Linked DNA regions of Mus musculus: all the other regions are linked to region 3. Evidence: chromatin contacts called from public Hi-C and promoter capture Hi-C data. All regions are on one chromosome and are shown on one strand. Each heading gives the region's core, a stretch centred on a gene start, on an enhancer-like site or on the middle of the called end of the contact. The rest is flanking DNA. Distances are from core to core; before and after follow the strand shown.

What was found. Promoter capture Hi-C pulls out the DNA fragments that hold promoters and counts their contacts. A called contact is a pair of places that touch in the nucleus more often than the background predicts.
Region 1: a promoter capture Hi-C map of hippocampal neurons shows a contact between it and region 3, with 5 times the contacts expected there. The contact joins the promoter of B230214G05Rik here to the promoter of Cerk in region 3. A contact is called at or near these places in 1 of 39 promoter capture datasets (hippocampal neurons) and 1 of 115 datasets of contacts at active chromatin or transcription factors (astrocytes).
Region 2: a Hi-C map of B cells shows a contact between it and region 3, with 5 read pairs. The contact joins the promoter of Zbed4 here to the promoter of Cerk in region 3. A contact is called at or near these places in 1 of 39 promoter capture datasets (pre-B cells), 1 of 484 Hi-C or Micro-C datasets (B cells) and 1 of 115 datasets of contacts at active chromatin or transcription factors (large pre-B cells).

The regions. Positions count from the first base shown.
Region 1 is chr15:88,311,937-88,316,893 of GRCm38.p6, forward strand. It overlaps B230214G05Rik (RIKEN cDNA B230214G05 gene), which reads left to right and starts at 2,938. Exons shown (of 3, transcript NR_045281.2): 1 at 2,938-3,098. All of the region lies in intron 1 of 4930445N06Rik (a long non-coding RNA gene), which reads right to left.
Region 2 is chr15:88,748,720-88,753,652 of GRCm38.p6, forward strand. Zbed4 (zinc finger, BED type containing 4) reads left to right here and starts at 2,992. Exons shown (of 3, transcript NM_181412.3): 1 at 2,992-3,083.
Region 3 is chr15:86,184,719-86,189,339 of GRCm38.p6, forward strand. Cerk (ceramide kinase) reads right to left here and starts at 1,423. Exons shown (of 13, transcript NM_145475.4): 1 at 789-1,423. The coding sequence starts at 930. It overlaps Gm15569 (predicted gene 15569), which reads left to right and starts at 1,010. Exons shown (of 3, transcript NR_155352.1): 1 at 1,010-1,066; 2 at 1,488-1,523; 3 at 1,934-2,478.

The DNA of each region.
Region 1 (4,957 bases), core at 1,688-4,187, 2.1 Mb after region 3:
CCTACTCTCTCAGCCTCATTTAACCTTGATCACCTCCCCAAAGTCCTGGATCTTAATAACACACGGATAGAAGTAAATTCCAGCCTCATTCTAGGGAGACATTAAGGTCACAGCACCTGATAGCCTTAATACCTTGGGAAGTTGGGGGCCTCTGAGTCATCCACCCACACTGTATCAGTTAGTTCTCTATCACAGCGATAAAAGTCCATGGTCAGGGCCACTTAATAGAAGAAAGGGTTTGTTTGTGCATACAGTGTGAGAGAGTTACGTGTCAGTCTCAGTTAAGGAAACACTCCAGTAAGCAGCATCCATGGTGGCAGGGGCAGGAAGCTGAGGGCTCACATCTGGAACCACAAACTTGAAACAGGAGGAGTGACCTAGAAATCATTCCCATCTTTAAAGTCTCAAAACTGCATCCAGTGACACACTTTGCCAACCAGCCTCCCCAAACTGTGGACCAGCTACTCCAATGTTCTAGACTGTGATGGACATTCCTCATTCAAACCATTACACCCACCTTGCTTCTGTGAGACTACTGCACCCCTCTAAGGCTCTACAAGGGCCCAAGAGCCCAATGGCTTGGAGCCTGACTATGTGGGAGGTGGGGTGTGCCTGGGACCCTCAGGAGGACAGTTGAGGGTCCAGCTGCCACAGTTCACCCTCTCTAGGTTCTTGCTCTGAGTGGTCCCCATGAAGAGCTCCTCATGCCAGGGCATGTCAGCCTCATGACCTCTTAGCAGCTCCATATTCTGCCTTCCTTCAAGGTTGCCACTTGAAGACCTCTCTGTTCTTTTGTTAGTGTGTTCTGTCTTATGGGGTCCATAGTGTTTTACAATTATAGTCAAACCACCTGATTGTGTCCCATGCTCATTATTTGATTACATAGGTTGTTATTTTTTTCTTTAAAACATTTTAATGTATATGTATGAGGCACACATGTGCACACATTCAGGTACACACCCGTGTGTGTGAAAACACATGTTGATGTTCCACTCTCGATTCCTCTTAACTTTATCTTTTTTTGAACATGGAGCATACCTATTCTCCTAGACTGTTTAGCCAGAAAGTCCCAGTGATTCCCTGTCTCTGTTTCTTTAGTACTGGGATTACAGGTGAGCACACTGTACCCAAATTCGCCACCTCCAAAACACACACACACACACACACACACACACACACACACACACACACACACACACTGAGAGAGGGGGGAGAGGGAGAAAGAGAGAGAGTGAGTTTAGGAAAATGAAAGTCAAACCCTTGTGTCTCTGCAAAATAAGCACTTTACTGACTGAGCTACTTCCACAGCATCTAGTTGTATTTTTTCCTTACTGGACTGAAGGATACATAATCATTTTATTCGAATGACATACGCACATATATGGGTATATAGAGACATATACACATGGAGTTGAAGACATAGCAGAGATAAAACCTTAAACATATTTCAACTCTGTGAGTGCATTTGCAAGCCTAGATTAAGTGGGTTTTTAAAAAAGAGAGCCAATGCAAAGACTAGCTGTAAAATGGATAGGGAACTTGAAAGAACTACTACTGACTGGAGAAATTTAAATTATAACCAAGGACTCCCCTCTTCAAACACTCTGGGAAAGACTACAATAAAATGGAAATCTACCAGACTTCAAAGGACAGACAGCTCCAGCAACTGGCTTTTCCAGAACATGGATGTGGAATCATATTCTTTCACAGACAGAGAGCGAGCGGGGTGGCTGCTTTAAAGGGGGACAGTGGACATTTCAAAGGCAGAGTGTCTGGGCTCATCTCCTGCTGCTAGAACAGAGAGCCACAAGCCCCAGGGCTCCAAAACAACACAAAGCTGCTGCCTCGTAGCTGGAATTCTGCAGGTCAGAAGTCCAAGGTGGGTCTGGTCAAGTTTGAATCGTGATGTGGACAGTACTGTGTCCTCCAGGGCTCCAGGGAGACTCATTCCCATCCTCTCCAGCCCACAGACATGCGGCATCTTCCTGATGTCTGCCTCCTTTCAGAAGAAACCAGCTACGGACCAAGTCTTCTGTTCATTGCTCTGTCTCCCTCTTCTATTTTTAAAGCCCCCGGTGTTGATGGAAACTGGATAACTAATTAGTAACTGCAGTTCTATCCCAACCTAAGTTCCTTATTGCCATGTAAGCTGCATAGTCACAGATTTGAGAAAGAATAGCCCAAGGATCTTTCAGAGTGTGTGATTATGCCTAATGCATTTCACACCGTGGCCTGTATCTGTCACTGCTTATCAGCAGATTCAACAGACCAAGGCCCCAAAACACTTGGAAAATATCCCACCTGTACCAATCATGGGTACATGTATATTCTTTAATTACTCCTTAAAAGATGCAGTGCAGCATCAATGCCTAATGCATCTTACAGGACATTAAAACAATCTAGAGATGGTTTGAATATTCAGGGGGTGATCCAGAGGTTACATACAAACACCTTGACATTTATACACAAGGCTTGAACACTTATGTTCTGGTACTGATGCTCTGTATATATAGAAAGATAACTTCATTGTCATCTATAAACACATAATCTCTATATACGCAAACATTTCTATATATTTACATAAGACATATAATTTCTGTGTCTGTGTGTTTGTCTTTCTCCCTGCGGGAGGTTTGTGATTTTAATTTTTCTCTGTTCTCCTCTCTATTGCCTGACATATCTCTCTCTCTCTCTCTCTCTCTCTCTCTCTCTCTCTCTCTCTCTCTCTCATTTTCTGAATGCATGTTTAAGAGAGAGAGCATGTGTGTGTGTGTGTGTGTGTGAGAGAGAGAGAGAGAGAGAGAGAGAGAGAGAGAGAGAGAGAGAGAGAATGAGAGAGAGAGAGACTTCCCTACATGTCAGATAATCTAAATGGAACTTCATAACAAGAAACTGTGTGCTGTATGCCAGGAACAAGCTGTGAGTTTAACTCAGAACACTCTAGAAATAATGGAGACCCTGAAACGTAGCAACTGTTACTGGCTCCCACATGAAGCTATGCCCTGCCTTGGCACCCATGGCAGACGCTCCTGGCAGGGTGCTGGCAAGGACGAGACTGCTCCCTTCTGTGCTTTCTGGCTCCAGGAAGGAACCTGCAGGTAGGAGGCTCTCATTAGGAGCAGTCTTACTTAATTAATCTTCCATTATTGGGCAAACCATGGGAACGGTGGGCTCCACCAGGAAAACCGTTTGCAGCCCTTGTCAATTTGCTCACTCTGTGAGCAGTCCGCCCAGTAAATCAAATGCTCGAAAGTGCAGTGCACACGGCAAATAATTAAACTGTCCATAAAGGCTGCTGAGGTCTTCACAGAGCTTAATTGTGTGTGACTCAGCAGCGAGGAGGCAGGGTCTGCCGGAGCCAGGAGATGATCCGGCACTAGTCAACTGCCTCCCCTGCCGGTGGGAACTGAGGGCTGGCTTTGCCCTCTGAGTGTGGCCACAACAGAGAGCAGCCAGTGAAAGGTGACCAGTAAACCTATGGAATCCACAGTTTCCAGGTCAACCCAAGTCCATAGCTACCTACCTCAAGCTTGCTCCTCCAGGACATGGCTTCAGTATCATAAAGATGAGATCTTTTAGAACAGTCGCTTGAATCTCGCCTTTACTTCACCCCTTTCCTGCAGTCTGCCTTCTACATCTGTACCTTGCCTCCCCTGCCTCTTGTCACCATAACAAGCCCTTGCCAGGTCCAGAACTGTTCCCCTAACAAGTCAAAGGGAAATTCTCACTCTGTAGTCTATGACATCATCCACAGAGAACTCCTTATTCATCTCCAGGCACTCAGATCTCCTGGGCTATATCTGTGCTGGTCTCTCTCTCTCCTCTACCGCCCAGAACTACATAAATACCACCACAGAAGGCAGCTTGTATGCCTGTCCCTGCTTTATCCCACCCAGGCTCAGATCACCCTTGGTACTTGTACCTCTTAGCAGGAGAGGCCATCCATAAGAAGATCATGTCCTGCTTCTCAGGCTTAATTCCAGGAGAGCTAAGCTTGCCCTGCCTGGCCATTCGTGTCTTCATTAATGCATCTATCATACCTGCTTGCAACTTCTTTATACAAAACTGGAAATAGAGACCAAGATATAGTCCCTGAGGTCTCTGAGCCCCTCAGATAGACGTGATTTACACTGTCTACCATCAAGTTTACTCTTGTTCAGTGAGCATTGGTGGATGGATGGATGGATGGATGGATGGATGGATGGATGGATGGACAAAAGAAGAGAGATCTCAGTGAAGATGTTAAAGGAACCTGTGAAGGATCTGATTTCAGTTTCAGAGCCTAAACAGACATGCTTGGGTCTTAGTAGAAAATAAGATCCACCATGGTTAAAGGGATGAGAAGGGACAAAGAAAGGACAGGGTGTGTGATAGTAAGAAGATGGGAACACGTAGCTGCCATTGGATATATGATTTGAATACAAGACCAAGGGGCCCACCTACAGGCTTTTCACAAGTTCCAGAAGGACCGCCTATAAACTATAGCCTTCCCTCCAACCCATTCCTCCTTGATCTCCTCCACCAGTGAAGATGGAAGATACTCATGCTGAGAGACTGGTGTAAGTCACGGAAGGTGTGGTTTTAATCTGATAAGTGGTTAGCAACAAAGTTAATGAGAGAATCCAGTTCTGAAATAGAGACAATGGTGCAGGAAGGTTCCGACATAGAGAGCCATGCCTACTCACACAGCCTAGTGGGCCAAGCCACAGCCTTATCCTCAGGAGTACTGACAGGTTCCTGCCATGAGCAGATAAATTGAAGCTTAGGGTGTTCTGGGGAGCTTTCATGTGGACTGGTGCTCAGAGCTATAGCTCTGCAAGGACTGTGGTATATTCAGAGTATTTTTGAGACACATGTGTAGACTGTAGACCAAGGCCCACACTGTGGGGTAAGAGCACCCACTCAGCTTTCAGAGACAGACTGAAGAGCAAGCACCCACACAGATGTGGATGGGCCA
Region 2 (4,933 bases), core at 1,742-4,241, 2.6 Mb after region 3:
TTCTGGCCTTTATGAGCACTGCATGCAGATGGTGCACAGACATGTATGCAGGCAATCAACACATATTTTTAAATGAGTATCTTCACTCATGTGATCCACTCTGCTCTTTTAATGTGTTCTGAATTGTTCTATTCTTTGAATAGTTTATTTCAGTCTTAATTTGTTAATGTTATGTACAACTGTTCTATCTGCATGTACAACCACATGCCAGAAGAAGGCATCATATCACATTATAGATGGTTGTGAGTCACCATGCGGTGACCGGGAATTGAACTCAGAACCTCTGAGCGAGGTCTCCAGGCTCATTTCACTCTTGAAGGAGGGGCCAAGAACCAGGAAACACCTAGCCCAAGACCCTCTCCAGGGGGAATACCTGCACGCCTTCCTGTTATCTGGGCTTTTCACCCCTACATTTAGAAAAACTGGCCGTTTACATGGCTTGATCATCTGCATGGCTGCCCATCTCTGCTTGCCCATCTGAACAGGGTTAGGTACAGTCAAGGAGCTGCTTCATTTCTCAGATAGTAAATGGAGGCCTCACTGAATCTCAGCAGGACTGGGTCTGGGAGTGAGTGAGCTAGAACCCCCTATCCAAGATAGGTCAGTATCCAGGCCATAACTCAATGCACACCCTTTGATTGGTGCCTGCACCCACCTGTTAAACTAACCATGATTTCTGAGTTCGAGGGCAGCCTGGTCTACAGGATAGCCAGAGCTATACAGAGAAACCCTGTCTCGAAAAAATGTAAAACAAAACAAAACAGTACCTGTGTAACACCCAAAAGCTACTTTAGCTACTTTGATATACTCAGACTGCTTAGTGACCACCGGTGTAGCTCCAAGATCCCAGGGCTCAGGACTGGCCATTCTGGGTTTTTGTTTTGTTTTTGTTTTTGTTTTTTGAGACAGGGTTTCTCTGTGTAGCCCTGGCTGTCCTGGAACTCATTCTGTAGACCAGGCTGGTCTTGAACTCAGAAATCCGCCTGCCTCTGCCTCCCGAGTGCTGGGATTAAAGGCGTGCGCCACCACGCCTGGCTAAGGACTGGTCATTCTGGAGCAGACTGTGAAGACCTTTGTGCCTTCTGCCTGGTTACCTTTGGGGGGAGGGGCTCCTTCGTACCTAGAAACAAGGGACTAGATTTCTGCCCTGGATCATATAGTAGGCAAACCCTTGTCCTGAGGTTTCCTGTCTTCTTGGAAATCGGGTATGAGTACAGATGGACTGCCTGATCTCCCCGTTCTCAGGGACAGTCCCTCTGGAAGGGCTGATGCTCTGCCTGTAGCATCCACCTCTCCATTGCTAGACCTACTGCCTCATTCTAACATAGCAAATAAGAGCCAGGTAGAATTTCAAGTGTTACCATCTTTTGTCTAAGGTGGCGGTTGCCTTTTACACGGTCTCTGTGGACACGCAGTTTCCTAACCCTCCAAAACCCCTCGACATCTTGACACTATTCAAGTTCCAGAAGGGTAAGCCTGCTCCGTGCGCTCCAGGCAAGCACCCTCATTGTCTTCTACTTCCCGTTTTCCTTCTTCCCCTGCACAGCCTGTGCAGGGCTAGGAGCACAGAGGGGCCATCTCCAGGTGAAGAGTTTGTGCAGGTGCTTCTGTATAAACAAATGGAAGCTCGTCAAGACTTTCCGGCTGGGCTGAGACATCCTAAGCTAAAGCTCAAACTCTCTCCTAGCTACTTTACTTGTTCTAGGCGCTACCCCTTAGCTCTATAGCTCAAGAACCCATGTCTCAACAGTTCTCCTGGGGCTTCGGAAATCCTTCATGAAGGCAGATGTTCTCTTTCCTCTGGGGTGTAGGGTACGAGGGGCATAACAAGGAGAGGAAGGTTACTGGGAAAAAACTTCTGTACCCTACGGGAACCTGCTAGCTGAGGACCTCCACCCAGGTCTTTCTGCTGTTCCCCATTGAGTCTCATATGGAGCCACCACCTCCACCACAAACATCAGCTTCCCTGAATGGAAGGCGAAGAAGACAGAAGCCAGGCTCAGGGTTCCACACCAATGATGACTTCCACCAGCAGTGCACTGGCAGCCCAACCACCTTCCCTTGAACTTAAAGACACAGAATCCCAAACCATGTCCATTGACCAGTGATGGTGAATCAGGGTAAGCAAGGTGTGACATCAGCACTCGACGCCTCCCCCGACCGCACCACCACCACCTCAATCACAGAAGGAAACTCCTAAACACGCAGAACAGGAGATGGGCGTAGGACAGAACTCCCGCATAAGAGAACAAGCTGTGGTCTAAAGTGTCATCAGAGAAGGACCTCTGGGATAAATTCCACCTGCAGAAATTACATGGTCCGCACAGGCATCTGAACTGGGGCGTTCAATGTTCAGCTCCTTATTTCTTTTACCCAAACATGGCCCCAGGCCCTGAGCAGCTAGCACCTGCTGTGTCTAGCCTCCACCCAAGGGCTACTGAAAGTGGTTGCGCGCAACGCCCCCGGAGAAGGCGCCCGCCTTGACCACAAGCCCGGAAGCTCCGCGGCCAGCCGTTGAGAGCGCAGGACCACCCTAACGGCCAAGCCCTAAGAAGAAACCACTGAGAACGCGCGCTTCTCAAACGCGCAGCAATTCCAACCAACCGCCGTGGCGACTGCGCCTGCGTAGTCTTCGGACCGAACGCCCGACAGGGCAGGTGCGCCAGACCGCGCTTGCGTAGTTTGACGGAGGAGGCCAGCGACCAGACCTCGTGTGTGTGAGACTGCGCCGGAGTAACCTGACCTCCGGAGATGGGGCGAGGGGAAACTGCGCCTGCGTAGTCTTCGTAGCTCCGCCCCGTTTGCCTAGCCGGGGCCCATCCAGCCGTACTCTAGGCATCCCCCCCCAAGGCGGGGCAGGTGCGCACGGACTGCGCTTGCGCACGACAGCCCCGCCCCGGGCCCCGCCCCCGACCCGCGCGGGGCCCTGGGAGGGGCGCAGCGTCCGGCGGCGTCGCGGGCGGCGGGGCTGGGGCGGCGGGAGGGGCGGCGGGGGCAGACAAAGCGGCTAATGAATGGGCGCGCCCGTCGCGCTGTTCGCAGCCCGCGGGCCCGCGCAGCGCAGCGCGGAGCCGGCGCCTCAGGTGAGTGCGCGCGGGACGCTCCAGTGGCGTCTTCGACGGCCGGCGCCGCGCAGGGGTTGGGGAACCGCGCCATTGTCCGTGCGCGGCGGGCCGGGTGGAGGCTGTGTCCCGAGACTGCGCCCGGCCCGGCCCAGCCCGGCCCGGCCTCTGACAGCTGCGCCTCGCGCCGCGGGCGGGCCCAGGCCGCGGAGGGGAGCGACCGCGGGACGCCCCGTGGGACCTTTCGTCAGGTGCCGGGCTCCCGCCACGTCGTGGCGTCCCCCAAGCCGGTGCCGGTGGGCGCGCGTGTCCAGGAAGGGGCGCAGGCAGGCGGCACGGCGGTGACACGGGTCGGTGTCACGCTTCTTGGTGCCTGCCTAGCTTGAAGCGTGTGCGTCTGGGTCTGACCGCGGAGGCTTAACGAAACTTAACTCAACGCTTTGGCTCCGTAGCGTCTTCACGGTCGCAGTACCTGCCGTCATTTTTTGTTCCTTTTGTCCTTTTTGGTGCGACCCACTCGCTTCTGCCCGGGATGGCTGCGGGTCCTCGCTCTCCGTCTGGAGGTTCTCACGAGGCTCCAGCGCGTCTTTTCAAGTCCCTGCAGCGCCGAGCCTCAGGAGGAGCGGCTGTCGCGGTTCTGGCGTTTGTAAAAAGGGAAGTCATTTGTTTTTGAAGTTAATTAGGATAAGATTAAGTGTAGTTTTTAAAAGGACACTTGTGCCTTCTGGCTTCGTAAAGCCAGTCAGCCAAGGCAAGTACATTCTTGTGACTTGGTAGGAAGAAAGAAATTTTCCCCTTTATATCGTGGTGATAAAAATTAATAAGACCAGGGAAATTTTAGTTTTGAGTTTTTTTTTTTTTTTTTTTTTTTTTAGTACTCTGAATAAACGTAGTTGCAAGGCACGAATTAATTCCATGCTAAGCAGAATTGAGAAGCTACAAGTTTGGCTCTACACCCTGAGGGAGTGGCTTGTGCATGAAGACATTGGTGCATGCTTTCTGTAATCTATATAAACTTTTTTCTATATAAATTTTTATATAGACTTTTTGTGTGGCTTTTATTTTCATGAGAAGATCTAGTTAAAAATTTTTTTGAATCTTTAGGAAGTTTCAAAGTCTCAGTGTGCTGATAGGTTTTCATCAATTTACACAAACCTAGACATATTTTGGAAGAGGGAACTTTTTTTAATCTCTTATTTTTAATGTTCATTGGTGTTTCACCTACAAGTATGTCTCTGAGGGAATGTTGAATCCCCTATAACTAGAGTTACAGTTTCGGTTGTAAGCTGCCTGTGACTGAATGGAATTGAACCCAGGCCCTCTGGAACTGTTCTTAATCATCTCAAGAGGAGCCATCTCTCTAGCCCCAGAAGAGGGACTCCGTTTTTCTTCTTCAAAATAATTTTTGAAAATTATTTACTAATTGGGTGTGCTTTGGTGTTCTGCTTGCATGTCTGTCTGTGTGAGGATGTCAGATCCTCCTGGAACTGAAATTATAGATAGCTGTGAGCTGCTATGTGGGTGCTGGGAGTTGAACCCAAGTACTTTGAAAGAGCGCCAGTGCTCTTAACTGTGGGGCCATCTCTGTAGCCCCAGAAGAGGGATTTTTTTTTTCTAAATAATATATTTTATGTGTGTTGGTATTTTGCCTGCATTTGTGTCTGTGTGGGGATATCAGAGATTGAAGTTACAGACAATTGTAAGCTGTCATGTGGGTGCTGGGAATTGAACCCCTGTCTTCTGTAAGAGCAGTCAGTGCTCTGAACCTCTGAGCCATTTCTCCAGCTCCTGTGAAGAGGAAATCTTTTGTTTCTTTGTTTGTTTTTGAGACAGGGTTTCTCTGTATGTAGTTCTTTGTGTCCTGGAACTCA
Region 3 (4,621 bases), core at 173-2,672:
GGCCCCCCAGCCCAGATGTCCACATACAATCTTCTGTAATCCTCCTTTTAAGGAGGACTGAATGACATCTTTAAAATCTCCGCCAATCCGTCGGCCACCAGACAACCTGCAGCAAAGCACCGGGGAGAGTGGCTCTAGTGTCCTTGCACCATTCCCAGTCACTGCGGGTGGGTTGCGTTTTTTCCCCATGCTGGCCTAAGCTACTCCTCTTTCAACCCTGAGGGCGGCTGAGCAGGGTGTACACTCCATCGGAAAGTCAAAGGCCCTTGCTCAACTGCCTAATCGCAGGAAGTCCCTGCCAGGGCCCCTCTGGGCTTCTCCCATAGAGAAACATGTGTATGTACTTGGGTTCACTGTATTGGACGAAGAATATGACCAGAAACCAGTCCTGTCCAGGTGTGCCAGCGCCATCCCGACGGCAGCACCAGCAACAGACCTCCCCCAGGGTCCCGCGGATGCTCCGGGATGGGGGGTGGGGGGCTGTGGACGTCCGCTCTTCCCCTCCCCCTCCAGCACCTCCAGAGGCTTTGTCATCCCAGTTCCAGGAGTATCTGGGCTCTCAGCACCCAGACGGTTCCCCGCCAGAGGCCGCGGAGTACTTAGACCGCCCGGCACCCGGGCTCTGCGTCTCGGATTCCCCGCGCCTCGGTATCCCGGGCGCCTCTCCCCGTGCCCCAGGTCTCCTCCCTCCGAGTTCCGCCCCATCCCAGCCTGCCCGGAGCGCTCGGGCTACGCAGGCCGGGGTGGATGCAGCGCCGGCCCCACCAGCCCGGGATGGCCACACTTACCGGCACCCGGCGCGGAGGGCCCGGGCTCCGGGCTCCGCCACCAGCGTAGCAGAGCCCGCGCGGGCTCCAGGCTGACGGCACAGCGTCGCCGTTTCACCCACAGCACGGAGTGCAGCGGCTCCGCCGCCCCCATTGCCCCCATCGCCGCCGGCGCGGCCTCGTCCGCCGGGCGCGGGGCGCGCGGACACCGGGGGGGGCGCGGGACCGTTAGCGGCCCCTGCAGTCTGCCCGGCGGTGACGCGGGGAGGCGGGAGCGGGAGGCGGCGCTGCGTCACCCGGTACGCAGAGAGGGTGGCGGGGACCCGGGAGGAGGCGACCAGGGTGAGGACAGGAGAAGCTAGACTTGGGGCCAGAGAAGAATCAGAAACAGAGGAGTCTAGGGAGCCTAGGATGAGGAGCAGAAAAGGCCTAGGAAGGAACGGGAGGGAGGGGTCAGAGGAGGGGACTGAGGGACCTGGCTGTGGGGAGGGCGGTCGGAGCGGCCGGGTGCCCTGAAAGACACTAGTCTGTCGCTCTGGCTGCCCCTGGGTCCTGCTGGGTCTGCACGAGCGACGGGGTAGGGAGGGCTGCAAAGGGACGGGCGGAGTCCCAGCAGCGCAGAAATGTTGCCCGGGCGGTCCTGGGCAGGCGATAGGAGGCCGTGGAACTGCTGGTGTGCGCCCAGGAGCGATTTGACCTTGGGCATCCGTCTCTTTTTAGGTCTTGGTCTCCTGGCGGCTAGCAAGAGTCCTGCAGGTTAGTCCCAGTAGGCAAAGGAAGGCTAGGATGGAGAGGACAGGGGTTACCTTCCAGGGGAGTGGAAGCTTCATGTGTGGATGGTTGTGGGTCTACAGCCACCAGAGAGACGGGAGAAGGCGTCTTCTTATCAGTCACCTGACTGTACCCTCCCAAACAGGCCTAGGGAACCGGAGTTGCTGCTCTTGATGCAGCTTAACATGGGACAAGCTGAACATATCCACCTCAGGGAGGTCTTCCTGGACTCCGTCTCCCCCAGCCAAAGCATCCCAAGACACAGCAGGGCAAAATTCAGCACTGCACTCATTGCATATCTACCCATCTTTGTGAAAATTCCATGGGCATGTGGGCTTGTCCCTTACTGGGTCTCCAGTGTCTAAAATGGTCTCTGTGCATAATGTGTTACTCAGATATTGGTTGCGTGATAGCATCTGTTCACATCTGACCAAGGAAGAGTCTCCTCGGAGATGCTAACTGGTCCAAGAGTGCAGGGCTCTGTGGTGTGACAGAGCTAAGCCTCACAGCGGAGTCAGCTTTCAAGAAGACAGGAGAGCCTTCTGCCCTCCCCCTCAGCTCTCCTGCTGTTGCAGACTGGGGTGGAGCTGGCCAAGTCTACCTTGCCTGTGCCTGGTACCAGAGGGCTAAGGTACAGGTCTGATCCTGTCGGTGCCCTGTGTCCATCTGCAGGGCAGGGACAACCATGAATCACTTGCTTCCTGGAAGCCCAGCCCAATGGTAGGCTCCCTGACAGCCCTGGAGTGTTGGTTAGGCCCAGGCAGAATCCTAGCCCCACCCTGGAGCAAGCTGGACCTGACCTAGCTCAGTTGTTAGTTGAAGCAATGGCTGTCCCAGCTCTTTCCTTTCACGGCTATCGGGATGAGGCTTGGGGAATGTGGACATGAAACTTCTTCAGAAACCTCTTGCCATTGCTGATGATGCTGCCTCTGTTACTGGTGAGGGGTTGTGTCGGGCAAGGGCAGCAGGGGCTATTATTATTATTAATTATTATTATTACTATTATTATTATTATTATTTTGAGACAGGGTTTCTCTGGGTAGTCCTGATTGTCCTGGAGCTCACTCTATAGACTCTCAAACTTAAAGATCCACCTCCCTCTGCCTCCCAAGAGCTGAGATTAAAGGTATGAGCCACCACGCCTGGAAATTAATGCAGTGTTTATATGTAAGTGTTTAATACCAAGAGGACTGGACTCCACCTTAGTCCTAGAGGAGTTCCATCCAGGAAGACACAGCCACACGGTCCACAAAATACTAAAGAACCTGAGGAGGGCCACCTGTGTGAATTATAGCTCACTAGTGAGAACCAGGATCCTGCAGTGCCTACCTCGGACTGAAGTGTACCCCCCTCCCCCATTTGAATTCTGAAGCCCCAAGCTTGATGCCATAGATAGTGGCTTATTTGGAGACAGAGCCTTTAAAGAGGTGACTCAATGAGGGCTTTTGGGGGCACGGGGAGGGGGGGCAATAGCTTGGTTCCTGGACAGAGGTTGCCACTTCTTCAAACACACTCATTCACATATGCGCACTTGCACACATATGAACACATGTGTACAAACAAATTAGACCATTAAGGGCCGGGTGTGGTGGCGCATGCCTTTAATCCCAGCACTCGGGAGGCAGAGGCAGGTGGATTTCTGAGTTCGAGGCCAGCCTGGTCTACAAAGTGAGTTCCAGGACAGCCAGGGCTATACAGAGAAACCCTGTCTCAAAAAAACCAAAAAAAAAAAAAAATTAAACCATTAAGGTAGTCTCAATTCAGGTCAACCAGTGTACTTAGTATAGGGGGGATTTGAACACAGATCCAGGGATGTGTACATAGAACACAAACTATGAGAAGCACCTGAGGAATGGCCATCTACAGGCCTCAGGAGACACCAGCCTGATTGGACCCGTGGTGTTGGGCTTCCTGGGTGTTAGAGTGCTGTGGTGACCCTGGCCAGCTGGTGTATTAGCCTGGCAGCCTGGGAGGCCGCAGTGCCAGGACTCACTGGGAACCTCTGCCAGGGGGAGGGCAGTCTAATGAGGGATGTGTTCTGGGAAGCTGAGGTAGACAGGACGGAAAGGCTCGGGCCCTCCAGGCTGGGGACCATAATGAACACAGCACTGGGGGTGGGAGGAAAGGAGGATGCTCTCTCTCCAGTGCAGCTGCCAGGCCCTTGCTGCCTCTGAGTCCCCTGGGGCTCATCCATTGTTGGGTGTGAAAGCAGATGGCAGAACAGCCGACAGAGCCTTGGAAACATCCGCACAGCCTGGATCAGTCCTGGGCTGTGTGGGTCTCTGCACTGGGACTCAGACCCAGATCCATCCCCCTGATGGCTTCCCAAGCTCCCTGGACCACCTCTTACCTGACTGGTATACCCTTCCCTAGCTAGGCCCTGATCCGAACACCTTCTTACATGTCTGTCTGGAAAGTGTCTACCCACTCTCCTTGCCCACAGCCACCTCTTTGTGCTGTTGAGGTCCCCTGGCTGTCGTAGAACTTCAAGCAATACCTGACTACCTTACAGCCAATGATGCCCCAGCCTGTTGTTGGCCTGGTGTATGCACAGCTGCCCCCACCCCCCTCTCCCCGGTTTAGAGGGGCCATATGAACAGGAAGACCAGGGTGTAGGCTCAGCCCCAGCAGCCTGGAGCTCTCATGAGCTACACACTGTCCTGTCCCTTCCCTCCTGTCACAGGTCAAGCTAGGCAATTCAGTTTCTGACCTGATGCTCTAGGTCATACAAATCTGGGATTCCGACCAGCGACCAGCTGTATGCAGCCAGCACCCTCCCTCCTGGGAGCCAGTTTCTCTCTCACACACGGGCTGCCTGGCTCCTGAGATTCTGTCCAGTCCCACATATTGCCACTAAACATGCACATCCCACCGATTGGGTCACCTATTGGGGAGGTAGCACCTTCCACCTTAGTCATTTCTGAGCTCCTCTCCCTCCGGGAGGCTGGGCTCTTGTTTACACTTGGCCTGCCTGCTTATCCTCCCAAGCTTCCTCCCTGATGAAGTCAGCAGGACTAATTGACATCAGAAACTGGAACACTGCTGGGCGGGGCCAGAGGATCTGGCAGGCCATACCCACAGGC